Linked DNA regions of Mus musculus: all the other regions are linked to region 4. A link is a contact called in public promoter capture Hi-C data. All regions are on one chromosome and are shown on one strand. The core of a region is the stretch at or near the end of the contact, and the rest is flanking DNA. Distances in the headings are between cores, read along the strand shown.

What was found. Promoter capture Hi-C pulls out the DNA fragments that hold promoters and counts their contacts.
Region 1: a contact with region 4 is called in a promoter capture Hi-C map of pre-B cells, with 6 times the contacts expected there. The contact joins the promoter of Ect2 here to the promoter of Mynn in region 4. A contact is called at or near these places in 3 of 39 promoter capture datasets (the C10 cell line, liver and pre-B cells) and 1 of 484 Hi-C or Micro-C datasets (embryonic stem cells).
Region 2: a contact with region 4 is called in a promoter capture Hi-C map of pre-B cells. The contact joins the promoter of Tnfsf10 here to the promoter of Mynn in region 4. A contact is called at or near these places in 2 of 39 promoter capture datasets (liver and pre-B cells).
Region 3: a contact with region 4 is called in a promoter capture Hi-C map of pre-B cells. The contact joins the promoter of Dnajc19 here to the promoter of Mynn in region 4. A contact is called at or near these places in 1 of 39 promoter capture datasets (pre-B cells) and 1 of 484 Hi-C or Micro-C datasets (CD4 T cells).

Annotation. Positions count from the first base shown.
Region 1 is chr3:27,151,914-27,159,219 of GRCm38.p6, forward strand. Ect2 (ect2 oncogene) reads right to left here and starts at 1,965. Exons shown (of 24, transcript NM_001177626.1): 1 at 1,790-1,965. It overlaps 1700125G22Rik (RIKEN cDNA 1700125G22 gene), which reads left to right and starts at 2,113. Exons shown (of 3, transcript NR_040548.1): 1 at 2,113-2,397; 2 at 2,827-3,018; 3 at 4,723-5,106.
Region 2 is chr3:27,313,092-27,319,484 of GRCm38.p6, forward strand. It overlaps Tnfsf10 (tumor necrosis factor (ligand) superfamily, member 10), which reads left to right and starts at 3,986. Exons shown (of 5, transcript NM_009425.2): 1 at 3,986-4,199. The coding sequence starts at 4,056.
Region 3 is chr3:34,078,939-34,085,879 of GRCm38.p6, forward strand. It overlaps Dnajc19 (DnaJ heat shock protein family (Hsp40) member C19), which reads right to left and starts at 2,416. Exons shown (of 6, transcript NM_026332.4): 1 at 2,248-2,416; 2 at 1,293-1,344; 3 at 1,146-1,219; 4 at 267-346. The coding sequence starts at 2,250.
Region 4 is chr3:30,596,697-30,603,674 of GRCm38.p6, forward strand. Mynn (myoneurin) reads left to right here and starts at 5,391. Exons shown (of 8, transcript NM_030557.3): 1 at 5,391-5,999; 2 at 6,808-6,978. The coding sequence starts at 6,839. n-TVaac8 (a tRNA gene) reads left to right here and starts at 4,574; the gene lies at 4,574-4,646. Actrt3 (actin related protein T3) reads right to left here and starts at 3,174. Exons shown (of 2, transcript NM_029690.2): 1 at 2,960-3,174; 2 at 377-2,053. The coding sequence starts at 3,153. The coding sequence ends at 1,138.

The DNA of each region.
Region 1 (7,306 bases), core at 715-3,214, 3.4 Mb before region 4:
TTGATCAGCCATTAGAGAAGCTTGAACCTGTGAGATGAGAGGGGGAGAGGGAGTGAGGGGAAGGGGAAACCAGGAGAGGGAAAGAGGGAGAGAGGGAGAGAAGGAGAGAAGGAGGGAGGGAGGGAGGGAGGGAGGGAGAGAACTATTTTCAATGTTTAGAAAAAAAAAATTTCCCCTTTAAAAAAAAAAACTAAGAGTCAGGTATAGTGGCACATGTTTTTAATCTCAGAGCTTGGGAGTCAGACACAGGTGGAGCTCTGAGTTCAAGGCCAGTCTAGTCTACACAGCGAATTCCAGGACCAGCAGAGCTATAGTGCATCCCTGCCCAAACAAACAAATATGCCTTAGCCTTCTGAAGTGTTCACTACCATGTTTGCTTTTTTTTCCAGGAGAAAAAAAAAAAACATGTATTTTTATTTGTTTTTCAATCTCCCAGTCCAAAGGGGGAAAAGTGTGGTAACACAGCCTACAATTATGTGCAACTGTGTGCCAAAGCTTTACAATGCACCTTTAAGGATACTTTTAGTTTACATGATCCTCTTAAAAAAAAAAATCACCAAACAACTGACAATGTGTGGCCTAAAATTCCAGCACCCACAAAACAGAGGGAGGAGATACATAACTAAACCCTTTCTCACTACACCCCAAAACACTGGAAATGCTTAAATACACAGATCATTTATTACCAAAACAGCTCCATAATATACAGCAAAAGAGCTACACGCTACACTAGTGATACAACCAGCATCTAGCACCCAACATCACCGCAAACTTAAGTGCACCAGGTCACTTTCTTCCTTTTCACATATTCTACAGACCTTTTAAAAATAAACACAACGGAATCGTGATCATAAAAACAATCTATCTTTGACTCGGGATGTGACTCAGCTGCAGTCAGTGTGCATGAAGTCATCCGCGGGCACCTCAGAAACCAGGTAAGGTGAAAGTACACCTGTAATCCGAGCACCCAGAAGAGGGGGTAGAGGCAGACAGAGTTCCTTGTCACCCTAGGCTCCACAATTCAAGTCTATGCTGGGGTACCTGAGATCTTGTCTCACAAACACATGGATTCTTTTAAACAAATAGTCATTTCAGCTTTTCTTTTAAATAAACCTTTTTTTTTTCCATAAACACGTCACACCAGAGTAAGGAACCCAAACTACAATAGTGTATACGTTATTGATAACAGTGCAATTAGCGATTCTCATTTACTTAGAGCTCAATATTTTAGTCACTATCTTAAATCTTTCCCTTGCCACTTTTTAACGCTTGCAGCCATCCTAAAAGACAAATGTCACTGTCATATCCAGTTTGTGGCTAAGGAAGTTGCTCACACAGCGACTCCTAGCCGGGTCTAACTGAGGGAGCTAAGTTAACCGCTAACCACACACATCTGTGGCCAGGAAGGGGCGGGGCGGCCTGTGTTTTATATTTTTAAAAATTGAAAATCGGAATTCTACAGGAATTCCAGAGGGAAACCACAAAACAATCAAGGCAGCTCGGGGCTGCGGCGGGCGGGCGGGAGGCCAAAATCCCGGTCCCAACTGCGCCCTTCACCCTGAGGCGCCGGACAGAAGCAGAATAGATAGAGAGCCCAGCCTCCCGCAAGGAAGGGCCGGGACGAGAGCAGAGGGCAGGACAGGAGGCGGATGTGGGGAAGGAGGATGGAGGGGAGCGGGACAGACAGGTACGCAGCCGTGGGAGCTCACCGCGGCGGGGGCGCCGGCCTTGGTCGCCACGGCCCGTGCTCAGTTCCGGGTTCCCGAATCCCTTCCCGTCCCCCACTCACCCCGCAGTCCTCACCACGCTCAGAGATTTTAAAAAGGAACCACGACGGCGCAGTCCTCGCTTATCCTTCTCAAACACTAAGTCTCCCCCTCACAGGCGCCGCCATGGCTCGAGAGAGGCTGCCGCCTCCGATTCAAAAAAATCCAGTCGCTCTCTCTAAGAGCCATGCTGATTGGCGCGCTCTGTCAACCTCCTTTTGATAGGCTGGAACCTCGGGCGGACTGCCGATTGGTCAATCCCAACGTCTGCCTTCGGGAGGCGCCGGCTGATTGGTTGTGAGTGTGTTTCAAATCCGGTAAACGGCTGGAGCGTGCGAACGTCGGCGGAGTGCCCGGATGTGGGCTTGAGGAGGCGTGGCTCTGCAGCGCCTCTGGATGCAGCAGGTGTTTCTGTGGTTACCGCTTGTTTACTCCGTAAACAGCCCAGTTCCTGATGAACGGTCTCTCTGCCATCACCTCCAACTTCAAGAAAAAGTACCAAGCACCGCAAACCGATCCGCTCTTACTACTAACCAGATTTTATTTTTGAAGACAAGCTTGCATCTGAGTAATTAATATAAAAAAGTGTATAAGGAGATTTTAGAATCTCCTGAAGCAAAACTGCTTCTGGGTGGGTTGCTCCCTCCCCACCCCAACTCCCAGCTTAGGAATGTTAGTGACTGTGCTTGGAAGTCTAGAAAAGAAGGGATTGTTTTACCCCTGGGATCAGTATTGCTATTTTGAAATTTGTTTCTAGATGGAATGTTCTATAATACAGTCGCCTAGGCATACACTTCTAGCTGGGTGTGGTCTCAAAGCCTGTACTAAGGAGGACAAGACCAGCCTAGGCTATAGGAGACCAGGACTCAAAACAATTATTTTTCACTTTCAAAACCTTACCAAGTGTTTGGATCGGTTGCTAGGCCCCAAATCTCATTAAGAGGTTTTTAAAGCACTTTTGAAATTTAGATTGATAAATTTTATGTGTCTTTTTGCCTATACATATTATTTTTTCCTGAACGTATGTGCATTTGTGAGTGCCTGCTGTCCTTGGACATAGGAGGAGGCCAGATCCCCAGAGACTGGAATTACAGAGAATGATGAACCACCAGGTGGGTGCTGGAAATCAAACTCACGGCCTATGTGTGAGAAACAAACGCTTTAAACCACTGAGCCAACTCACTTTAAGCCCAAAATCTACTTTAAAACCAAAAGAACTTCTTGACAGCCTAAGCAGTTCGACAAGTCTACGGTGAGTTCATAGAATGAGTAAAACAATCTATAGTTTTGTCTGTCTGGTTGGTTGGTTTTTAGGGTTTTTTGCCTACCAGTATCTATGGCCTGCCAATCACTAGAATTCCGCACTAGCCTTTGGAGTGGAAGAAAGGAAAAATCGGCCTGGACCTTGCCCAGAGAAGTGTGCTTGCAATTTAAACTGGGGTGTGTCTGGCATTCCAAGCATTCTCCTCACTAAAGTAGAAGGCAGCCGCCTCCTTTGTGCCCTGCCCGAGGAGAGCTAGCTTCCCAGTCTGTTGGGTGAGAGTGTAGGATTGCAGTGCAGGAAGGCTAGCTTAGCCTCTTACAGCGAGGGCAGCCCTTTGGTGAGAAATGAACAAGAGATACTATCTTCACCTGCAGGTTGTTATTTACTCGGCAAATCTGTATTAAGTGTAAGAAAGTATTTGCTTGGGGGAAAGCATGAATAAGGGATAGACACAGCCTGTCAGAGTTGGGGGCTGGGAGGAATGATGTAATCCCATCACCACAGAGAGGGGAGCTACAGTTCAAGGTCATTCTAGGGTGCATACCAACTTCCAGGCCAGCCCAGGCTCTGTGAGGCCCAGACATCTTTAGACATAAAAATATAAAGAAAGTCAGATATAATAGATGGGTGTAAAGAAAGCCTAATATAGAAAACACTCTATGGGAAGTGCTGTTTTTTTCTTTTTTGAGGAAATGCTGACAGGAAGCATTTTAGATAATTGTGTGAGAGATGATTGCTGCCAATCTGTACCAAGCAGGGTGCAGATCCTGGTGAAATAAGGCACAGTCCTCTATCTTTGAATCCCTACTCCGGAGTGTGTATGTGGGGGGAGTTACTTGGAGGTCAAAAGAAAAGAATCTGTTCTTTCCTTCCACTGTGGGTTTGAGGAATCTGGCTCAGGTCATCAGGTTGTATTGCAAGAGCTTTTATACACTAGGTCCTCTCACTGGTACGTTAATGGGGGGGGGGGGGAGTTGGGAAGGGTTAAGGGGTTTCTCGCCAGTTAAGAGCTCTTGTGGCTCTTGCAGAGGACCTGGCTTTGGTTTCGAGTATCCACATGGTGGTTCAAAACCACCTCTAACTCACTCCAGTTCCAGGGGATCTTCCATCTTATGCTTTCTTTTTTTCTGGCCAAATGTGAGGATTAGACATGCAAGTGATATGTATACATACATCCAGCAAAACACTCATACACAAAAAATAAAATTTTCAAATCTAAACATGTTTTTAATGTGTAGACCTTTTTAGAAAAGCATGGTCTATTTGCTCTTTGATAAGCAGAGGGTGTGCAGAGGTAGGAACCCAGTTAAAGCTGTTCTCAGTAATTTACTCACAGTTATTGTGCAATAAGCGCTAAGCGTCCAGTAAGGTACGCTAGGAATGAGACGGAACAGACAAGAACCTTGACCTCATCCTGGAACTAGCTTTTATCCCACAAGCTTTCACAAAGAGAACAGTAATAAAAAAATAACTGTCTGATTCTGAAGCTTTTTCAAGTGTTTTCCTACTCCTGAGTCTACACAGCAACAATCTTTTTATTAGCACACTTATAGATAAGGTTAAAATGACTCGATGGCATAGTAACCCTGAACTTCTAAAGAATAAACCTCGGGTACTGGTTTATTTGCTTACTGTGACTAACCTCCTTTTAAAATGCCCATACTAATCCAGACACCTATAATCCCAGCACAGAGGCAGTAGAAACAAGAGAAGATCAAGACTGGACCGTGAAGCACCAGGAACTGACTAAGGTGCATAATTTACCCACCAAAGCAGAGCTGGCCTCCAGGTTCCCCAGCGCCCCCCTCAGTCCCTACCTGGCATACCCTGCCCCCAACAGGGAACTTTCCAGCCCAGGTGCTTGTCCGCCCTCCCCCAAGAGTCTCCTCCCAATATAATCCAGACATTTAGTCTCTGCCCTTCTCTCTCTTCCTCTCCTTCTCTTCTTTCTCCTCCAATGCTCCCTTTTGCTCCCCTACCCCCACCCCCATGGCAATCCCATGGCCTCAATCCCTGGGGTCAGTGAACCTGCCCGCCTGAGAGTAGCATCCCAATAAACCTGTCTTCAGGTACTCCAATCTGACTCGAATTGGTTCATCTCACTGCCGGAGAAATAACCTATCACAAAGCTACACAATGAGTCTCCAAAACAAAAAACGAAACACCACCAAAAGGCTAGACAAGACATGATGATGCGTGCTTACAGTCTCCGCTTTGGGAGGTAGAGGCAGGAGGATCAGAAGTTCAAACTCGTGCCAGCAAATATGTGTCTGCTGGTGCAATGGTTGCATAACTGTTATGTGGGCAACCAACTGCCTTCTGGTAATATTGAGGCCTGCTCCAGAAAAGAATTCATGCTTGGTGCTGTAAACCTGCTTTAAAACCCATGGTTACAGAGGTCATAGGCCCTAGGCAGCACCTTCTACTGTTTTGTTGTACAGACAAGTGTTGAAACTGCCTTATAAATAGTTATATGTGATACATAGCTTAGTGCTGCTGCTCTTTTTTAATTATTATTAATTTTATTTATTTAATGTAGAGTGCTCTGCTACATATACATCTGCATGCCGGAAGATGGCATCACATCCCATTACAGATGGTTGTGAGCCACCATGTGTTGCTGAGAATTGAACTCGGGGACCTATGGAAGAGCAGCCAGTGTTCTTAACTGCTGAGCCATCTCATTAACCCTCTTAATCTTGCTGTTGTTAATCTTGGTCAGAGAAGCTTCCTTTTGCAGTGGGCAGAAATCAACAGAGAGACTCCTACTGAGACAGAAAGCTTAAGATAAATGCTCAGCTCTAACTCCAAAGCTCAGAGACCGAGGATGAGAAGGATGGGGAGCAGAGGATGCAGAGGTGGAGGAGGATGGGGAGCAGAGGATGCAGAGGTGGAGGAGGATGGGGAGCAGAGGATGCAGAGGTGGAGGAGGATGGGGAGCAGAGGATGCAGAGGTGGAGGAGGAAGGGGAGCAGAGGATGCGGAGGTGGAGGAGGATGGGGAGCAGAGGATGCAGAGGTGGAGGAGGATGGGGAGCAGAGGATGCAGAGGTGGAGGAGGATGGGGAGCAGAGGATGCAGAGGTGGAGGAGGAAGGGGAGCAGAGGATGCGGAGGTGGAGGAGGATGGGGAGCAGAGGATGCAGAGGTGGAGGAGGATGGGGAGCAGAGGATGCAGAGGTGGAGGAGGATGGGGAGCAGAGGATGCAGAGGATGAGGAGGATGGGGAGCAGAGGATGCAGAGGTGGAGGAGGATGGGGAGCAGAGGATGCAGAGGATCAGGAGGATGGGGAGCAGAGGATGCAGAGGTGGAGGAGGATGGGGAGCAGAGGATGCAGAGGTGCAGGAGGATGGGGAGCAGAGGATGCGGAGGTGGAGGAGGATGGGGAGCAGAGGATGCAGAGGTGGAGGAGGATGGGGAGCAGAGGATGCAGAGGTGGAGGAGGATGGGGAGCAGAGGATGCAGAGGTGGAGGAGGAAGGGGAGCAGAGGATGCGGAGGTGGAGGAGGATGGGGAGCAGAGGATGCAGAGGTGGAGGAGGATGGGGAGCAGAGGATGCAGAGGTGGAGGAGGATGGGGAGCAGAGGATGCAGAGGTGGAGGAGGATGGGGAGCAGAGGATGCAGAGGATGAGGAGGATGGGGAGCAGAGGATGCAGAGGTGGAGGAGGATGGGGAGCAGAGGATGCAGAGGATCAGGAGGATGGGGAGCAGAGGATGCAGAGGTGGAGGAGGATGGGGAGCAGAGGATGCAGAGGATGAGGAGGATGGGGAGCAGAGGATGCAGAGGTGGAGGAGGATGGGGAGCAGAGGATGCAGAGGATCAGGAGGATGGGGAGCAGAGGATGCAGAGGTGGAGGAGGATGGGGAGCAGAGGATGCAGAGGTGCAGGAGGATGGGGAGCAGAGGATGCGGAGGTGGAGGAGGATGGGGAGCAGAGGATGCGGAGGTGGAGGAGGATGGGGAGCAGAGGATGCGGAGGTGGAGGAGGATAGGGAGCAGAGGATGCAGAGGTGGAGGAGGAAGGGGAGGAGTGCTGCGTACTGTGAGATGCTGGATTCTGGAAGACTCATGACCACACAGCAGCTATGATCAACCGCACAGGACCTGGGAACAATCAAGTCTGTCAACATTCCAGGATGCCAGGATGGATGGAGGAGGGGCTGAGGAAGCTCCAGGCCTCCTGAAGAGCTGCTGTGAATTGAAGGCTGCCTAGGAGAGGGGGGGGGAGTTCTGTTTCTTTGCGGGTGTGGTTGGTGTGAGGCTGCCCAGACAGCAG
Region 2 (6,393 bases), core at 2,736-5,235, 3.3 Mb before region 4:
AATTAATAATCATCAATAACAGATGTTATAAATGGTGCCTGTTGGAGGACCCAGCTATACCACTCATGGGCATATACCCAAAAGATGCTCCTACGTATAACAAGGACACATGCTCCACTATGTTCATAGCAACCTTATTTATAATAGTCAGAAGCTGGAAAGAATCCAGATGCCCCTCAACAGAGGAATGGATACAGAAAATGTACATTTACACAATGCAGTACTATTCAGCTATTAAAAACAATGAATGCATGAAATTTGCAGGCAAATGGATGGAACCTAAAATTTTCATCCTGAATGAGGTAACCCAGTCACAAAAGAACACACATGGTACGCACTCATTGGTAAGTGGATATTAGCCCAAAAGCTTGGAATACCCAAGATACAATTCACAGACCACATGAAGCTCAAGAAAGAAGACTAAAGTGTGGATGCTTCAGTTCTTCTCAGAAGGGGGAACAAAACACTCACAGGAGGAGATACAGAGACAAAGTGTGGAGCAGAGATTGAAGGAAAGGCCATCCAGAGACTGCCCCACCTGCGAATCCATCCCATATACAATCACCAAACCCGGACACTATTGCGGATGCCAAGAAGTGCTTGCTGACAGGAGCCTGATATAGCTGTCTCCTGACAGGCTCTTTCAGAGCCTGGTAAATACAGAGTCGAATGCTCACAGCCAACCATTGGACAGAGCATGAGGCCCCCAGTGGAGGAGTTAAAGGACTGAAGGAGCTTAAGGGGGTGCAACCCATAGGAAGAACAACAATATCAACCAACCAGACTCCCTGAGAGCACCCAGGAACTAAACCACCAACCAAAGAGTACACATAGAGGGACCCATGGCTCCAGCTGCATATGTAGCAGAGGATGGCCTTGTTGGACATCAATGGTAGGACAGGCCCTTGGTCCTGGGAAGGCTCCATGCCCCAGTGTAGGGGAATGCCAGGGCAGGGAGACAGGAGAGGGTGCGTGGGTGGGTGGGTGAGCACCCTCATAGAAGATGGGGAGGGAGGATAGGATAGGGGGCTTCTGGGGGGGGACCAGGAAATGAGGTAATGTTTAAAATATAAATAAATAAAATATCCAATAAAAAAGAAAATTAAATTAAAAAATGGTGTCTGTTGATATCTAAGAATATTTACCAAACAAAATTAGAAGCGTCCTTCTTGCTTCTATGAACAGCATACAACTACCAGTCTGGGAATGGAAAACTTTCTCTAAGACTCCAGGTACTAAGTATTTTAGGCATTGTGGGACCCAAAGCAAAGCAAGCCATGACTGCACTCCTAAGACTTATTGTAGAGTAGCAGAGGCTGGCACATGCACAGCTCTGACTTGCAGATTTTCATAGTGCGAGCATGCCAGTCAATATTTGGTTAGAGAATCTATAAAAAGATTAAAGCAGAGACTCATAAATGGTCGAAGTGCCAAGTGTTAGTGACTCTAGGTACCTAGCTGTGATATCAACCTCCTATCTTCCTGAAAGTTTAGAGAACTTCCAGGAAGAGAGAGCAGAATGACTGATGGGGCCTTAAGATAGGGGTGAGAACTGTGGGAGGCTGTCATTTGGATACAACATGGCTGTATCACATATCAGTTCACAGCAGCTATGGTTACCTGCAGAAGATCAGCCAGTCAACATCCCAGCACAGAGGGGGTGGGGCTCTCAAAGTCTCATCCCCACATAAGGAAAGCTACTGGCAGTTGATGCCTGCAGAGGAAGGGAGAATTATTCTCCTTGGGGGTTGTGGTTGCTGACAGGTTGCCCATGATCCAGTAGATGGCTACACACTCATGTGTTTTGAACTAATTCATACAAAACAAAAAAGAGGGCATGCATCTGGAAATGACGTGGAGTTGGGACACTAGAGGGGGCTGGAGAGAGTCTGTGGTAGATGCACACAGTCAGTACACATAGTCTGTCCTAGTTAGCACTCTTTGCTGTTGTAAAACATTGACCAAAACTCACTTGAGGGGGGGAAAAGTATTTATCAGGCTTATGGGTTAAAGTTCATCTTTAAGGAGAGCAAAGGCAGGAACTGAAGTAGAGACCATGGAAACATATTGCTTACTGGCTTGCTTCTCTAGCTTGTTCAGTTTCCTCTGTTATACAGCTCAGACTTGTCTACCCAGGAATGGTACTGCCCACAGTGGTCTAGGTCCTTCCATGTCAACTAACAATCAAGAAAGATACTCCCAGAGGATGGTCCAATATTACCAATTCCTTAATTGATGTTCTGTCTTTTCAGGTATGTTGAGTTGACAACTGAAATTGACTATGTCATTGTGTAAGTGTCAAGGAATAAAAAAATACTATTATAAAAGAAAGAGAAACAAAATGTGGCTATTAACACACAGGCAAAGGAATATGACTATTTGGTTTATGTTGTTTTTACAGGTCACACAGATTGCTCTTGATTCCCTTTCAAAAAAAAAAAAAATAAAAGCAAAATGGAAACGCCATTTTAAACTCCCACGTCAGTAAAACGAGGCAATGGTTGGGGCTGGGGAGACGGTAAAGTGTTCTCTGTGTGAGCACGAGGACCTTAGCTTGGATTACCAGCACTCACAGGTGGGCCTGGTGGTCTGTGGCTGCGATCCCAATCAGTGCCCGGAGGTGGAGACAGGAAGATCCCTGTGTGAGCTTCAGCTTCAGTGAGAGACTGTCTCAGGAAGATGGTAACTTAGTTACAGCACCACAGTAGAGTACTACTTCTAAAGACCTTTTAGCAGGTGACAGCCTCCCGTGCTGTGAGGGAGCCTTGGCTTTGTAGTTAAGCAGGCTCCAAAGGAATCCTTCTGGGAGGTGGGAAGCAGCTGCAGACCTGAGAGAATTTGAGTTGAAATGGATTCCGTTTTGTTCCCCACCATGAGATACCAGCCAGAAAGATGTCCTATGGCCCTTGGGAACTGGCACCATTAGAAATAGCAACACTGTTGCTAGAACCTGCAGAGGCCTCAGAGTCACAAACATTGGGCCAGAAGCTGGAGGTGGTTGCTGCAGGCCATCTGATCACACTGTGAACCTGAGATTGTGAACTGTTTCTAACTGTGATACGTCCCAGCCTTTGACCCTAGAGCTTTCTGTCTGTCTGCTGTAAACTCGTGGTGGTGTGGCTCAGCCCTAGCAAAGCCCTTTTAACAAAGTCAACCCTAGGTCAAGAGGCAGAGCCAGTAACCATCTGACAGGGAGTGAACATAGTGAACAGAAAGGGGGTCTTCGAGTGTTTAAGACAGCGTGGAGAAGAAAGGATTCTTTCCTTCTGGGATGGAGTAGGAAGGTCAGCTGGGTGCTTTCTCTGCCTCTCAGAGCTAGGAAGTTATCATCTCAGCATCTGGCTCCTGAGTTTTCATTGGTAAAATTGAACAGCTGGGATTTCTGTTTTTTAAAACAGTTTTAAAAAACAAACAAACAAACAAACAAACAAACTTTGTGTGTGTGTGTTTCACATCATGCACCCCGGTCCCATTCATCTCCCTGTCCCCTCATAATCACCGTCTGCCCTTGAAACTCCCCCCAGATAAAAACACACAAAACAAACTAAATAAACCAAAACAGAGCATAGAAAACATCCCACCATGGAAGCTGTGGTGTCCTAGTGTGTCCCACAGTTTATCCCTCTGTCCACACATCTTCACTTGCAAATGTCTATAGCAATGAGTCATTGTTGCCTTCAGCAGTCTCTGGCTCCTGTGACGCCTTAAATTTTGGATCCTCACTGAGACCCCTCCCGGTCCCTTTGTCCTTTGTCCTTTGTCCTTTGTCCTTTGTCCAGGAGATCCTGCAGCTCCTTCAGGTGCTCCAGCAGTTCATAGATGGGTTAGATCTCAGAGCGCTGGATCTAGGCTTTCCAGCACCATCAGGGCGAGCTCTCCTAGCTGGAGGGTTTCTGTGCACTACGTCCTCGTCACCTTCCTGACTTGCTTAGTTTCACTTTTGGTCTCAACAGTAAAAAGAAACTGCATGGGCACTCCGCCTTCTAACTGTGACCTTCTCAGGCACTGCTGCTGGGCTGCAAGTCTGCATTGGGAAGTCAGACCTGGACAGCAGTATGCCTTCCTCAGGGGCCCTGAAGGACCTCAGCTTCAGTCAGCACTTCAGGATGATGGTGATTTGCATAGTGCTCCTGCAGGTGCTCCTGCAGGCTGTGTCTGTGGCTGTGACTTACATGTACTTCACCAACGAGATGAAGCAGGTGAGTGGCCGTGTGCTCTCAGCAGCAGCCTCTCTTGGCTTTGCCGCTTAGCTTGCTCTTCTTTGAAAGCTTAGCTGTAGATTAAAATATGCCTTTCCCAAGTGCAGACTCTTAACTGCTAATAAAGAGAGGGCTTTATAAAACTGCAAGTTGGCAGACTTCCAAGCAGTTGTAGTAACAGAACAGGCTATGAAAACTACAAATGGATATACCGGCACCTCCAAGAAAGTTTGCTATCATTTCAAAAGTGTCTGTGCAGGGTGCAGTTAGTGGTGTCACTTGGCACAAATGCTTTGTGTGAAGTACTCTAGAGTTCCGTGTGTGTGTGTGTGTGTGTGTGTGTGTGTGTGTAAGAGAGATAGAGAGATAGAGAGAGAGGGGAAGAGAGAGGAAGACAGGGAGAGAGGAAGAAGAGAAGAAGAGGGAGAGAGGGAGGAAAAGAGGAAGAAGGAGGTAGAGAGGGACAGAGAAGGAGAGAGAGGAAGAGAGAGAGAGACAGAGGGAGAGAGGAAGAGGGAGGACAGCACATGGTGCTGTGGAGCCTAGAGATAGATGTCAGCTGTTTTTCTCCCTAACTCTCCATGTAGTTTTTCTGAACTCTCACTGTATTGGCTAGTTTTGTGTCAACTTGACACAGCTGGAGTTATCACAGAGAAAGGAGCTTCAGTTGAGGAAATGCCTCCATGAGATCCAACTGTAAGGCATTTTCTCAATTAGTGATCAAGGGGGCAAGGCCCCTTGTGGGTGGGACCATCTCTGGGCTGGTTGTCTTGGGTTCTATAAGAGAGCAGGCTGAGCAAGCCAGTAAAGAACATCCCTCCATGGCCTCTGCATCAGCTCCTGCTTTCTGACCTGCTTGAGTTCCAGTCCTGCATTCTTTGGTGATCAACAGCAGTATGGAAATGTAAGCCGAATAAACCCTTTCCTCCCCAACTTGCTTCTTGGTCATGATGTTTGTGCAGGAATACAAACCCTGACTAAGACAAATTGGTACCAGCATAGTGGGGTATTCCTGTGACAACCTGACCATGTTTTGGGGAGGATTGTGGAAGGACTTTGGAACTTTGGGCTTGAAGATCCATCCATTGTTAAGAGCTCTGTTGGAGGTTGTGCAGGAGCTTGGAAGATAATGTTGAGAACACTGTAGAAGATGGAGGTCTGGTTTGTGAAATTTCAGAGGGAAAATTAAAGACTCTTTTCAGGGCCATTGCTGTTTTGATTGTGAAGATTCTGTAGTTCTGGTTAGCTGGGGCTGAAGAATCAGCTGTGATTAACAAGATACCAGAACTACTAAAGCAAAAACTTTGCATTACTGGGACTATTGATGCTGGTTAGCTGGAGCTAAGAAATTAGCGGTGATTAAGAAGAGACCAGCATCATTGAGGTGACATCTTCTGGGAAGTGTTTTCTGAAAGCACAAAGAGGCTGTGTTCCAGAGATAGCCAAGGTTGCACTCCTGCTGCAGCGGGACTTGGTAATATGTAAGGGTCACCCAGGTGGTATTGGTTTTGAAGGCATGAAGGAGTTGAGCAGAGCAGCTGAGGCTTGGCACTGTGAGAGGCCATGGAAGGCCATTGGTGAAAGTGCAGCCTCAGTTGCAATTGATGGCCCAGGACTGAAGGGGTCATGCAGTGTTTTGGAGATGCCAGTACCATGAGATGACCACCAAGAGCAGCAGCAGCAGTGGAGTAGAGGCATCTGGAGCCTAGAGGATGACGCGTGTGCTACAAAGGGCATGGCTGGAGAAGTGACCCAAGCCCTTGGAGGAGCCCAGAAGATCGTGAGTTGGATCCCAGACATTGGACGGTTGGAGATTGATTTTTGCTTTTGATTGTGACTGTGCCCTGATATTTTCCCTCTTGAAGGAAGAAACTGTTTTAGTGATGCCCACAGTTAAGAGACTTTTAATTTAAAAAGACTTTGGATTTTTAAAAGAGATGGATATTTTAAAGAGATTGAAATTTTAAGAATATGTAAAGACTGTGGGACATTTAAAGTTATTTAGACCTTGGGGATGAATAAGAATGTAAGGGTTGAGGCTTACTAGTGATGTGTTTGTGTGTCAAGTTGACAAGGGGTCAGTTGTATTGGCTAGTTTTGTGTCAACTTGACACAGCTGGAGTTATCACAGAGAAAGGAGCTTCAGTTGAGGAAATGCCTCCATGAGATCCAACTGTAAGGCATTTTCTCAATT
Region 3 (6,941 bases), core at 1,166-3,665, 3.5 Mb after region 4:
AACAGTAAAGCAACACAACTGAGAAGCTGTGTGTGAGACAGTAAAATGTGCTTCGTAAGAACCAAAAGTGCTTTAGATGTAGTTAACATCATAACCCTCATTCAACGCTTAGTTTGCATTCCAGAGTAGACTTTAGATTACTCCAGGCAGCAGTGAGCACTGTCCCAGTGTTACACGTGTGAGTTCTATCCCCAGCAACTACTTCATTCTCAATTACTACTAGGAATTACCTTACCCTACATCTCAGAACTGAGTAGACATCTTACCTTACACCTAATATTAATGCTGCTTCCCGTTTTGTCATTTTGGGTTCAAATCCACCTCTGTAGTACCCACCACCGAATGCCTGAAAGAAATTGAATTGGAAGAAAAGATTAATGAAGTAAATGGAAGTTGGTTAAATCTGTAAAAGAAGTGGTACATTTCAGGGAAGTACAAGTGTACTTCCCAAGGCACTTTAGCTTGACCAGGGGTAGCCAACTATTTTAAGATGTGTTAAACACCCATTTCTTGCAACTAAACTGGAACAGTGTCTTGAGAACATAAGATGGGAGGGGGGGAGGGGAGATGAGTGAATGGCAGCCACTCTCATCCATATTCCAGACAGAAACTTGATCCCCGTAAAACAGGAGTTTCAAAAGGTCTCAAAAGACGACCTGGAGATCTCGAAAAGATTCAAGGCAACAACTAAAATAAGACTTTATGGTAGGGACATTTATGCCATCAGAATCTTAACCTTAGTAGAGATCATGTACAACAAGGCCCTATGCTCCTGCCCAAGCTCCATGACATGGCCTCTCAAAGTCCTGACTAGCAGCAGCTTTGTGCTTTACACCCAGTTCAGAGCCGTTATCTAACATCGCTGCAAAGCTATCCTATGTGACAAAACACGAGGGAAGGCAGCTGGACAGATAAACCTGGGTCAACAGTATATGTAGTAAAATTAATTGCTAACTACCTGCTATCGTTCTAAATCTGCAAAGGCCACCCACCCTCAGTTGTCACATGTGAAAACCAACTCCCAGTGTGGCCCATTGCAAGGTTTACAACTCCACACTGAGCTCCATGGACCTGTGGAATTCACCTTACAGGCAAGCTCCAGGCTTCAAATACAGGCAAGTTAGTTAGCAAGAAGGTTCACTTACAGATTTTGGTAGGCTCTGAAAAACTTGTTTTACTTGAGGCTCCACATGCTTCATGGCTTGTAAAACATAACGGCCTAAAACCAAAAGCAACAGAATAAGCAAATCCATGCATAACCAGTCTGCTCCACCCCCAACCCACAGACAAACCTGCAAATCCTGCAGCAGCAATGGTCAACCCGACTGCTACCACTGTGCTGGCCTGTAATGGAGGAGAAGAGCAAGTCTTTACTACTCTTAATTGCTACCTATTCCGCAGCCAAACTCATTACGACCTTCATTTTGGTGAAAGGTGGGTTCTTTTTCCCTTTTGGGGCAGGATTAGGGATGGAACCTAGTGTGTGTCTCATGCTGGTAAGGTGCCTACAACTCCAGCCTTTCTCAAAGTTCCAACACTTTTATTCTGAGGTGGAGTCTTGCTAAAATTGTCCAGGCTGCCCACGAATTTGCGACTAGCTCTCTAAGCAACTGGGACTTTACAGAGTGCAGCACAGGGTCTGCTGGAAGAAACATTTTTTTTTCTAATAGAAATATGTCTTTAAAACTACTGCAGTTGGACGTGGTGCACATTGGCGGCTTGCATTTAGTCCCCGGACTTGGGAAACATTGGCAGGTGAATTTCTGTACGTTCTGGGACTTCCAGGACTACAAAGTGAAACCCTGTTTAAAAAAAAAAAATTAAACTACTGCAATTTTTATCCACAATTTATTGTCAGAGTATGGGATTTTCACCAAGAAGAAAAGGGTAAGTCATCTTTACCCACAACAGTAAGATGGTGATTTTTCAGCCATGGAAGAGAACTTTAACCCTTGGGCATTGGAACCCCTTTCTAGTTTAGACAAGACCGGTGAAAATAAGATTTCTGCTGGATTTGGAAACAGTGCTTGCAAAGGCTCCCTGATCCCATAAGGTATTTCCACCGTAAAGAGGGGAGGAGTGCGGAGATGGTAGTGGGGTAACAGCCCGACCTCCTAGGAGGCACAAACGTGTGCCTGCCTGCAAGCAGATAAGGGGTGTCAGCTGGAGCCACCGGAGGCCGGAGTAAAGGTCAGTCTCCGTATCCGCCCAGCGCCCCTTCGGAGCCCGTCAGCGCCGACCACTCACCATGACTCCACTCCGCGGCTCGGCACCGCGCGCTCATCCCAGCGCGAGCCCACCGCCACGGTACAGCTGTGGAGAACGACAGGGCCGAGCCAGCGATGCCGCCACTTCCACTAGCGCCGCGCAACACGGCAGCGGCGCCGTAAAGTGCGTCGGAACTGTCGCACAAAGTGCCGCACAAAGGGCCTCACCAACTCCGGTTGACGGAGAGGTCGGACTGGGGCGGGACTGGCCATGCCCTCTGCCCGGGATTCCTGACTTGCAAGTCCAATATCCGGCCCTAAAACAGGCTTTCCCGCTAAAACCTATCTCCCTAACTTTGCTTTATATAGGTTATTCCGCCCACCCCGTGGAAGTAGCGTTGTTTTTCACATGAGGCATTTATTTTGTCTTCTGTGCATCTTTTGCTACCCTGGGCTGTCGCCAGTAGATGTCAAGAAGCCACAAGGCTGATCTTCATGGCCTGCAGAGACATCTTTCTTCTTCTGGCTTGGAACGTAGTTAGATCTATAAACATCAGAAACGATATGGAAAATGATTTTTTCCAGTCTTTTTTTTTTTTCCATCTTCCTTCCTGATGTCTGCTTCAGGCTATGTAGATTTGTTCACTAAAAATACAGCTCCTGTTGTGTGTTCACCATGAATTTTTTCTCTCCTGTTTTAGCCTGACTTACTATTTGTGTAATTAAAAGAGCTTCTTGTACCTGTGTTGCTCACAGCATGTGGTTGTTTGGCCTAAGCATGGCAAATGCACTTGACTAGAAGGAAAGTGACTAGGAGCTGTCTTTTTGCATAAAGGCTGTAAGTTGTGAGAATATAAAAGCCATATGTGACCCCAAGGGAAGCTAGAAACTAAGGTAGCTGTTCTTTGTCAATGAATTCCTGTTAATCTTGCCAGTCTTCGCCTGCTACTTCCCCAAGCTTCTCCCCTTTGTTGTCAGAAGACCATTGTGTGAATGTATCATATTTTGCTTATCTTTCCGTTTCTCATGGGTTGTTTCTGTGGTGTAGCTGTGGGGAGTGTCATGTCTGTGGGCATGGATGTACAGAAACTAGGCAGAGACTTATTCCTTTCTCCTGGCTAGGTGGGCAGACATGAAATCCAGGCATGCTGTGAGGATTGGACTTTCACTTGTCGTGCTTTGAATCTGAGCTGTCTCTCAGAGGCTCATGCATGGATTCGTGTGTGTGTGTGTGTGTGTGTGTGTGTGTGTGTTTGTGTGTGTGTGTTAAGAACTCATGGCAGGGATGTGTTAGAGGTAGGGTATTGGGAAGGTAACTGGATCGAAAGGCTCTAAGAAGATGAGTGGATTGATCAGTTGGTTCTTGGCTTGGTGGATGGTGGGAGGTGATGGGGACGTAGCTGAATCATAGTTATGCGGAGCAGGTTCTTGTCTCTAGCTCCTCCCTTTCTTTGCTTCTTGGCCATCATTCATCTCTGCTGGTAGGTCCGACATTCCCCATCCTAAGGTTCTGCTTCACCACACATCCAGAAACAATGGGATCAGACGACTATGCCTTGTCAGCTCTGAGACTGTGAGCCAGTTATTTTTCCAATGTGAGGTAATTCTGTCAGTCATTTTGCCACAGCAAAGGAAAGGTGAGCAATGTAGTTACTGTTATATTCCTGAAAGGGAAGGTAGTTGGTGGATGAGGGCCTCGATCCACATCCATATTTGATAGTTTCTGGGTTTTTATTGAATTGCAGGCATCCTAATGAGTATGAGGTGGTAACTCATTGGACTTTTGACTTGAGTTTCTTTTGATCAATAATATGGAGTGCCTTTTTATATGCTTAATAAATATGTATATGCATCTTTGGAAAAAATGTCTATTCAAGTCTTTTGCCCTTGCCTTTTTTTGGGTAGTGATTTTTATTTGTTCAGATTCAGGAGTTCTCTGTGTGTTCTGGGTATCACTTCTCATTTATATGGTGTGCTATTATTTCTCCCATCTATGTGATGCATGTTTACTCTGCTGGTAGTGTGTATCGAGGTTCAGCATCCTAAAACTTTTTATAAAGTCCAGCTGTCTGGCTTTTTGGTTCTTTGTTGTTGTTCTGACCTGAGCCTTTGAGTCTCACACAAAACCATGGCATGAATGATTTGCCCTAGGTTTTCTTTTAGGGATTTTGTACTTTTCAGTTTTGATCCAGTCTGAGTTGCCTTTTCTGTTCAATACATTGGGCAAATGGCTCCCTCATTTTGCATACATGTGAGTAGTGTCCCAAGCACTGCTCGTGGAGATAGCTCTTTACTTTTTAAATGGTAGAGGTGAAGGAGAGATTTCAGAAACCGCCTGTGGGGAGAGTTCTAGTGAGCATCTGACATCTTTTGTTGTTGTTGTTGTTTTCTAGGACAACCATAACAAATTTCCACAGGCAGGGATGTTTATGAAATAGAAATGTTTTGGTTTTTCTTTTTTAATTCCAGAGGCTGAACATGTAAGATCAGGGCACTGGTGGGTGTAGTTTCTCTCCTAAGCAACTTGTAAAATTTAAAAAGGAGGAAAAGAGGAAAACTTAAAATCATCCTCTCAAAAGAAATACTTTACTTGCTTGCGGCCATTTCTGACTAGTCTTGTCTGGCTGAATGACAGCAATGTGTCAGAATTGCTCTTGGCTTTGCTTTCCCACTACTGAAAGCAAGTCCTTATCTCATGGAAGCAGTAACTGAATATTTCCAACTGATCACTGGTTTGGTTTACAAGCAAAGAAGTGATAACAGAAGTTAAATAGCAGCTAAGAAACCGCCCCCCAGGTGATGCTAACCGGGACTCATCTTTAATGCCAGATTTGAAGTTTGCTTTGCAAAGCTGGGGCCCCTTTTGTTCACGTTTGTACCACATCGTGAGGATGATAATATTTCTCTAGATGAAATTAAAAAAAATTGGTCAGGAGATACTGGGTAAATGATGTGTCACTTGATAGATGTTACGGTGGCCTAAGATGTCTCTCAAGGTACATGACAGTGAGAAGTTGCTCTCTTTTGGCCTGGCCTATTTCTGCAGAGGAACCTCTTTTGGAATGGGTTGGTTCTGGGTTTTCTGTTCTCTGGTTGGGTCAGGACTTCGGGCAGATGAGAGCATGGCTAGGACTCCACAATGCACACGCACTCTGACACATGCAGCAGGATGACCTGTGCTTTATCCGCTTTTCTAAAATGCATTGTTTGGTGAACCACATAGTGCATTGATTGTGCAACTAATGGAATATTTGAATATTTGGAAATTGTAATTGGTTTTGAAATGTACACTTAAATGTAAGTCATGCACAACACAGTGTTTGATCTGAATAAGAGAATTGTTCTTATGCTTTGGTCTTAACTATTCACTCCAATCCAGTACCTCAGCTATTCCATGGAATCCCAAGTGTGTCTTTAAAACCCTGATTGGTATACAGAGGCAGTGACTGCTTGCTATTCCATCCCTAGCTTTTTGAGGACACAGTTTTGATTTCCATAGCCACTGAGACTTTTCTGTGTCCCCTTAGAGGAAAGCTTCCAAAGGTGATGAGTTCAAATGTGACCTCTTCTCCTAAATACATTGAAGCTTTGCCACAATCTGCCTACATTTTTACCCAACTCTGATTTTAATGCTTGATATTAAAATCAGCTGACTTCAGGGGTCAAGTAGATGGGGTTTTGACAGCCTTCAGATCTGATTCTGTAGATCTAACACCATATGCTGAGATATGAGCAGCACCCAGAAATCAATTTAGGAATAATAACATCCCTGTTGTGGAGAGGTTTTCCTAGGCTTGATATTTTTCCATGGACGCAATGATGAGAGCTAGGTTGGCAGACACATTGGGCAATGTTGACTAAGCTGCTCTCCTGCCTCCAAGCCTCATTTGTAAAAGAAAATGTTGAAATGGGTCTTCTCTCAACCACTATTATTGTTTTCTCTTCTTCTTTGTCTCCCCCCCCTTCTCTTCCACCTTTACCTTCTCTTCTTACATTTTCTTTACCCTTCTATGATAATTTGTATATGCTCAGCCCAGGTAGTGGCACTATTAGGAGGTGTGGCCTTTTTGGAGTAGGCGTGGTACTATAGGGGTGGGCTTTATGACCCTCATCCTAGCTGCCTAGAAGCCAGTCTTCCACTAGCAGCTTTCAAATGAAGATATAGAACTCTCAGCTCTGCCTGCACCATGCTTGCCTAGATGTTGCCTTGCTCCCACCTTGATGATAATTGACTGAACTTCTGAACCTGTAAGCCAGACCAATTAAATGTTGTCCTTATGGGAGTTGCCTTGGTCATGGTGTCTGTTCACATTAGTAAAACCCTAACTTCTTTCTTCTCATTCTTCTTTTGGCAGTTGAAACCAAAGCTTCACACATGTTAGATAAATAATGCACCACTGAGATCCAATTCAGCCTGCAAAATTCTTGTATTTTCTTAAACTGTCTTTTTGAATAAGGTAATTGTATAGAACACTTTGTTTTTAGTAGCCACACTTTGATAAATAGAAATGGAATCATGTTGTATTAGAGCCCAGGAATGATGCCAGCAAAATAGAATACTCTTTAGTCCCTCTTCCCCACAGGAATGCCAATTTGGTTGTCACTAACAGATGAGAGTTCCTCTGTACGAGTCAAGGAGTCTAGAGGAGAAAAAGGGGTGAGAAGGGAGAAGAAAATGAACAAATATGGAGGTACACTGAACAGGGTAAACACATCCCCTCAACTGCTGTGAGT
Region 4 (6,978 bases), core at 4,141-6,640:
ATAAGTAAACAAACAAACAAACAAATAAGTGTTAATAACGAGCAAATGAGGAAACCCCTCATAAGTCAAGTGGTCACCCATTGTCCCATATAATGCTCTGGCTAGCACAAAGATGTCATCTGGACACTGTAGAGAATGTGTCATTTCAACTAGATGACATACTACTGCCTTTCTCAAGGGGTGCTAGAGTCCAGATTAGGGCCAGCAAGGGAATGGAGAAAGGACAGACAGACAATCAGAAAAGTAGGGCCAATAGAGAAGTGTTCACCCTGATGGAATGGCATCTATTAGCAGCAGCTCAGAATCTCAGCATGTTCTCTGAACATGTAACTGCCTGCCTCCAGAAATTCTTTAATTTTTGAAAATAAACCCCAATACTTTGTTGCATTTTAATGTACCTTTAAACACGTTTATCCCAACGGAACTTCCCAATGACCTTGAGCAGTCCCACCTTATCAATGGGGATATGTGATTAGGCACCACAGACGGCCATCTGTCCAGGTTCTTTTGGGCGTGACAGAATCTGCAAGATTTCCCCACCCCACCCCCACCCCCCCATCCCCGCTCTCTCACACTGTCTTGCAGACTACCTCGCCCATGCCCAGTCTACTTCTCTCTCTGCTTCGAACTCTTCCAGATGCGTCTGGATTCTTTTCCCTATCACATTCACAATAAAAACCATTCCCCAGCAGAAGGACCGGTTCAGCGATTTCTGAGCTGTGGCGATTTCTGAGCTGTGGCTCATCTCCTACAACACCCACCGTTATTGTTACATTGTTTCCTGCCCTGTTCAGAAGAATCCAAGAAAGCCAGGCCCAAAATTGCAACCTGTAATTCCAGTTTCCTGGGAGACTGAAGCACAAGGGTTACAAGCTCTCAAATCCAGCCTAGGCAATTTAGCAGGAGATCCTATCTCAAAACACAAGTAAAAAAGACAGCAGGGAATATGGTTCAGTGGTAGAGCACTTAACAGTCCTGAGACTCTAGGTCCAATTCCCAGAACTACCAAAAACATTTTTACAAAGAAAGTGGCCCATCCCAATAACAGAAATGCTTTTCACCCTCCCCAAATAAGAACACCCAAAGCATTTTGTTATGTACACTCAAAGCATTCTTATTTTTCATTCTGTCTGCATTTCAAAAGCATCTCTGGTGTACAATGTTGGGTCCAACTTCTTCAAATTCTGCAGCCGTGATCCACATGTCTTGGAAGGCAGACAAGGAGGCAAGAATAGAACCCCCCATCCACACTGATATTTTCCTTTCCGGGGGAGCTATAACCTGTACGGCAGTATTGGCAGGTGCCAGCTTTGCCACATCCTTAATGAGTCGCTTATCTAAACCAGGAAAAGACGTTGATCCTCCCGAAAGGATGATATTGGAGAAGAAGGAGTTCCTGAGATCTGTATCACATTTCATTATGCTGCCGAAGCACATCTTGTCGATGCCCGGAGCATCAACATTCACAAGATATGGAGAAAAGAGGGCCTCTGGGCAATGAAATAACTGCTTATGGAGTTTGACAGTCTTTCCATCAGGCAGGGTGTATATTTTCTCTAGGTTAGAGTCCTTGGTCATTTCATCTTCATAGTTCATCGCCACATAACAAGCATTCTCTTTAATGTCTGTAACAACCTTCCTGTCCCCGGTTCTAAGCAGCATGATACCATCACCCTTCAACAACATCATGAGGTAGCTGGTGAGGTCAGATCCTGCCACATTTAGCTGTTTTACACCATGAGATAGGCAGTAACCCTCAAAGATGGGCACACACTGAGTAATCCCAGCTCCTGAATTCAGCACCAGGCCAGTAGTAAAGCCAGCAGCGAAGAGAGCCAACACCGCCTGGGCGGACATGTAGAAGGCAGGGACTCCCAGATTCTCAAAAAACACTTCGGAGATGTGTTGCCGGTCTGCCAGTGGATTCAGCGCAGGTTCTGTAACCAAGACCGGGCCATCACTGGCGTTCAGGTTCAGGTTGTAGTCATAGATATGCTTCCACATGATCTCCATGTCCCCCCAGGAGGAAATGAGACCCCGTTCCACTGGATAGCTGGAGGGAGGACAATAAAATATATAAGTCTTGTGCTTTTATGGTTGTTGCTAATGGTGGTTTTAGATTTGGCTTAAATTATTATTATTATTACTATTACTATTATTATTATTATTTGATAGTTCTTGTTTTGAGACAGAATCTCATTATGTTGTGCTGGCTAGCTTAGAACCCATGACACTTGCCTCCAGCACTCAGGAGGCAGAGACAGGCAGATCTACGATTTCAGGCCAGTCCAAACAATAGAACTAGTTTTAGGATAGCCAGGGTTACACAGAGAAACTCTACATCAAATAAACAGACAGACAGACAGACAGACAGACAGACAGACAGACAAATAAAACAAACTCAGTATGCAAACCAAGATGGCTTGGAATGCACAGACTCCCCTGCCTTTACCCGATTGAAGGTGAAGGCTACCATTCTTAAATAGAAACTGTTAATTCTACCTTTCTGTTCCTTTGCATCCAAGGGGACTATTTATCATTATTGTTTTCTGTAATTGACAAAGTAACTTCCAGTAAACAGCACAGCTACTTTTCTCTGCAGTCATTTTGCTTGGCTATTTTTTTCTCTTCTTTGGAGAATGTGACTTCAAAAAGTTGGAAACTTCCCACATTCTGGTATAATTGTAAATAGTTCAAGAGACCACACCGCATGACAAAAGTCACACGTCAAGCCACATTCTTACGCAGGCACATCTAGCATGAACGGCCACTGTATGCTTGAATATATTTGTGTATAGAGAACAGAAGTTTTTGTTTGTTTGTTTGTTTTGGGTTTTTGTTTTTGTTTTTTGTAAGGAGTGGCCTTGGGGTTCCTTCCCTGGTCCTTTCGGGGTGGCTTTAGCTATGGGCTCTCCACCCACTTCCACAAAGCCCCCAAGACTGCAGAGTCCCGCAGTACCTGATGGATAGGAAGCTCCTGCGCTCCTGCGCTTGATCACCCACACACAGCTCCTGCCTGCTGTCCGCCGTATGGCCCTTGGACCGGCCCAGAATATTCGGGTAGACAAACTGGGGCTCCCGGGTCCCAGCCAGGCCCGCCTTGATCATTCCCGAGCCGTTGTCGATCACCACTGGTGGCTGGTAGCCGCTCATGCCGCTGGTGCTGCTGCATCTGCGCCTCCAGACCGCTCTTCCCAGGCTGTGCGGTGACAGGTGTTGGTAATGTCGCGTCACAGAGGACCCGGCCATCTGCTGGCCCGCATGACATGAGTGAGGTGCCTCCTGCGACCGCTTTCCATGGGTTGAGCATCACCGCTGCTCCTGGAAGCTCTCAGCATTAATACCAGAAAACCGGGCTACCCTTGCAAAACATAGAAATCTAACAATTTGCAAGAACCTTTCTCAAACACGCTGAATGTCTATTAAAAAAAAATTCTCTTAAGTCCTTGCACTGTGGTTAACAGTAGTGTTCCAGGGCGAGTGGGAAGCTGGAGGAAGACCCTTAACACCGGCCTTGGAAATATCGCTACAGGAAGGCTCTGCCTGGCTTCTGTAAGGATCAATTTCAGGGAGTGCTGGGGTGTGAAACGAGTTTATGTTCTGTATAGTAAAGTAAACAACGTTACATCTTTCCTGTCCTTTCTAAAGATATACACAAAAAGGCAAAACCTTTTGGGTTTTGTAAGATGGTGCATTTTAGCACAGGCTGCCCTCGAACTCAGCGGAATTCCCCTCTTCAGGCTCTGAGTTCTGGGATGCTCGGCTCCCCTCCTTCCCCTTTTCTTTTCTCCGTTCATTTCTCTCTCTCTCTCTCTCTCTCTCTCTCTCTCTCTCTCTCTCCCTCCCTCCCTCCCTCCCTCCCTCCCTCTTCCCCCCCCTCCTTCCCCCCTTATTTCATCCTTTTCTTCATCTTCTGGATTATATCTCTAGGTCCTCCGAAGCTAATTTTCATTTCCTGAGGTTGATGTTTTAGGAATAAGAACATGTCTGCCATTTGGTAAGAATATAAATGCCTTAGATCATTATGAAGTTCAGTTCAGAAAAAGAAAGTACACTGCGCAGCAAAAAATGAACGTCTTGGTGTCTGGTTTCGCGCATCCTTTAGGGGCTTTAAAACAGCACACAAATAGAAGCTTTGGTTTCGAAGCAGGATGGGGAAAAGGGTAATTTACACGTGCTTCCACCAAAACCCGCCAAAGCACTGTACTGCGCCAAATCACAGGCCCTGGCTACAGCGCGCCGCTGCTTCCCAGCTGGAGGAAAGCATAACCTGTCTAAAATGAGAAAAAAAATGAAATTCGGCCAGGAACTAAGTGTGCCTGCTGGTCTCTAGTGGTGTACCCGCCGGGCTTAGCAAAACAAGAAAAAGACAGAATGAATGAAAGGAAGGAAGGGAGAAAAAGAAATTGCAAACAAGTTCAAACTTTTAAATAGTCTCAGCCTGTTAAGTTAACTGTGCTTTGTTAATATTTTTTCTCTCTCCTCATTGAAAAATGCATAAACCTTAAACAGGTGTGAAACGTATATGACGACATCACATAAGAAGAACATTTCAACACACCAGTGCAACCAAGTTTCCGTAGTGTAGTGGTTATCACGTTCGCCTAACACGCGAAAGGTCCCCGGTTCGAAACCGGGCGGAAACATATCTTTTAAAACGGTAACCCGCCCATTAAAGAAACGACCTTGAATCAGCTGTTTTAATGTTGATAACAAACGCCCCAACACACAGACGAGAGCAGCAACAAAAAGGGCTGATGAAGTAGGTAGCTACTGATTCTAGAAGGCATTCTCCCAATCTCTAGCCTCTGAAGCATGTCTGTATTCAGTTTTCTCCCCTCGAGATTCCATTTCCCCCCCCTCCTGTCAGGCTAAATTTTGTTCTTAATTTATATGTCAACTTCACTAAATATTTCAGAATTAACACATTATCGAAAGGGTTTGACAAAAAGATGAAATTAAAAAGAAATTTATACTCAGACATATAAAAAAGTAGCCTCAACATTTTTCTTATAAAAACGACTCGTGGTTTTATTCACAAATTCTTCACAGAGATATAAGCAAAAAGATTCCGGTATGGAAAAAACTCTCAGAGTTTTTGAGACTGTCTTTTAAATAAAGTCACAGGTAAATTCCTTAAAAAGCATAAACGTAACTTATACCAACAAACGTTTCAGTTGTGCTTTTTAAGATTTATGACGTCCGCAGGTTCTAGGGAAGAACACATCAAAACTTAACTTTGCTCTTCTCCCTTTACTGCACTAACTCTGATTTCGAGGTAAATAACTGTGCTAAAATTATTCTGGTTCAGACGTAGGAAAACCTTTTCCGGTAGAAAGCCCACCTTCCTCCCACGTTGCGCATGCCCAGTGTGCCCTGCTGCTTTGCTTTGCTTTCGAACATCTCATCTCTGTTGCCAGGTAAGGGCATTCTGGTAGATGAGCTTTGGTGAGCCGGTTCAAACAGAATTCTGGGGGTCCCAAGAGCTTTCGGATATGCAAAAGAGGAAGGAGTGATTGGTCTCGACTTAAGCATATCCCTCCCACTCGCCCCGGTCAAGAACCAGGGTGCACAACACAGTCATCTCCACTGGAGGGGCGCTAATGAAGACAGGATGACAGGCGAGGAAAAGAACTACAACTCCCAGCATGCAGCGCGCAGCGCGGTTCCCGGAGAGGCCGGCTCTGCACTCAAGCCCGGTCTCCATCCAGAATCTGGGCCGACAGCTGCGGGCTGACAAGGTGAGCAGCTCGCACCGGATGCGAGTGAGCAAGGAGGTGTGATCCGGAGACCTGGGCATGCCGGGAAGTCAGGGCTCTGAGACCCAGCTCGCCGGCCCTAGTAGACTTTTAGCGTCCTATCTCCGGTGTCCCCAATGGACCACACACCCGGACGTGACGCTATCGCAGAGGAGGAAGGGAGAGGCGGAGCGTCGCAGTGACGTCCTCCCAAGATGGCGGTGAGAGAGTGAAGAAACTGTTTCCCTTGGGCGGCTACGGGTGAGTGCCGCCCTCTGTCTGGCCTGTCGTCCCTGCGTTCTGGGATCCCGGGGTCTTATGTGGTCCGGCGCCTCGGAGATCGAGCGCGATTCGGGGCGGAGGAGGGTGTCTAGGCAGAGGCAGCGTCCGCGGTATATGTAGTCATGGCCGGTGCCGTGGGAACTCGCGGGAGTGCAAGCTGGGAGTGCAAGGCAGCGGTGGCCGGGGACTGGCTAGGACTGTCGCCCTCCGCCGCTGCCAAGCAAGCAGCGGGCAGGCAAGGGGTGTGTCCTCCTCCGGAGAGTGATGGAACCTTTGACACAGCGGGTCGGGGCGTTCCCGCCCCCTTGCACTTGCCTGGAGCTTGGAACCTCACCATCTCTGCTTACAGGGTTCAGTGATCAGAGAGCAATGGGAACAACTCGTATCGTGTTCTTATCCTGTTTCAAGGAGGCTTTTCTTAGTCTATTTGTTTAAGCACCTTCAGGTAAAGATGCCTGTTGGAGCTTAAAAGTTTGAGGGGTCAACTCTAGAAGCTTAGGATTTTACGGCCCTGTTTACAACTGTGACATGTTTTTTTTTGTTGTTGTTGTTTTTGTTTTTGTTTTTTTCACTGCCTTTTATTGCATTAGTGTTCTAGTGCAGTAAAACAAAGAAAAGCATTTAATCACCACGAGTGTTCGATGAGGCTTTTGGGGGTTGGGAGGCAAAGGAAGAGCTGTGTTCTTTGGGTTTAGTCTTTTGTCCCACACTCCCTTACCGCTGCATGGGTGAATGTTTGATGAAAGCTTACGGCTATCAGTTCACCGTCTCTTCTTGTCTTTTTTAGATCAAGGGTGAAATCCCATTCTGCTAGCAAAATGCAGTATTCACACCACTGTGAGCACCTTTTAGAGAGACTGAATAAGCAACGGGAAGCGGGATTTCTTTGCGACTGTACCGTAGTGATTGGAGAATTCCAGTTTAAGGCGCATAGGAATGTGCTTGCCTCCTTTAGTGA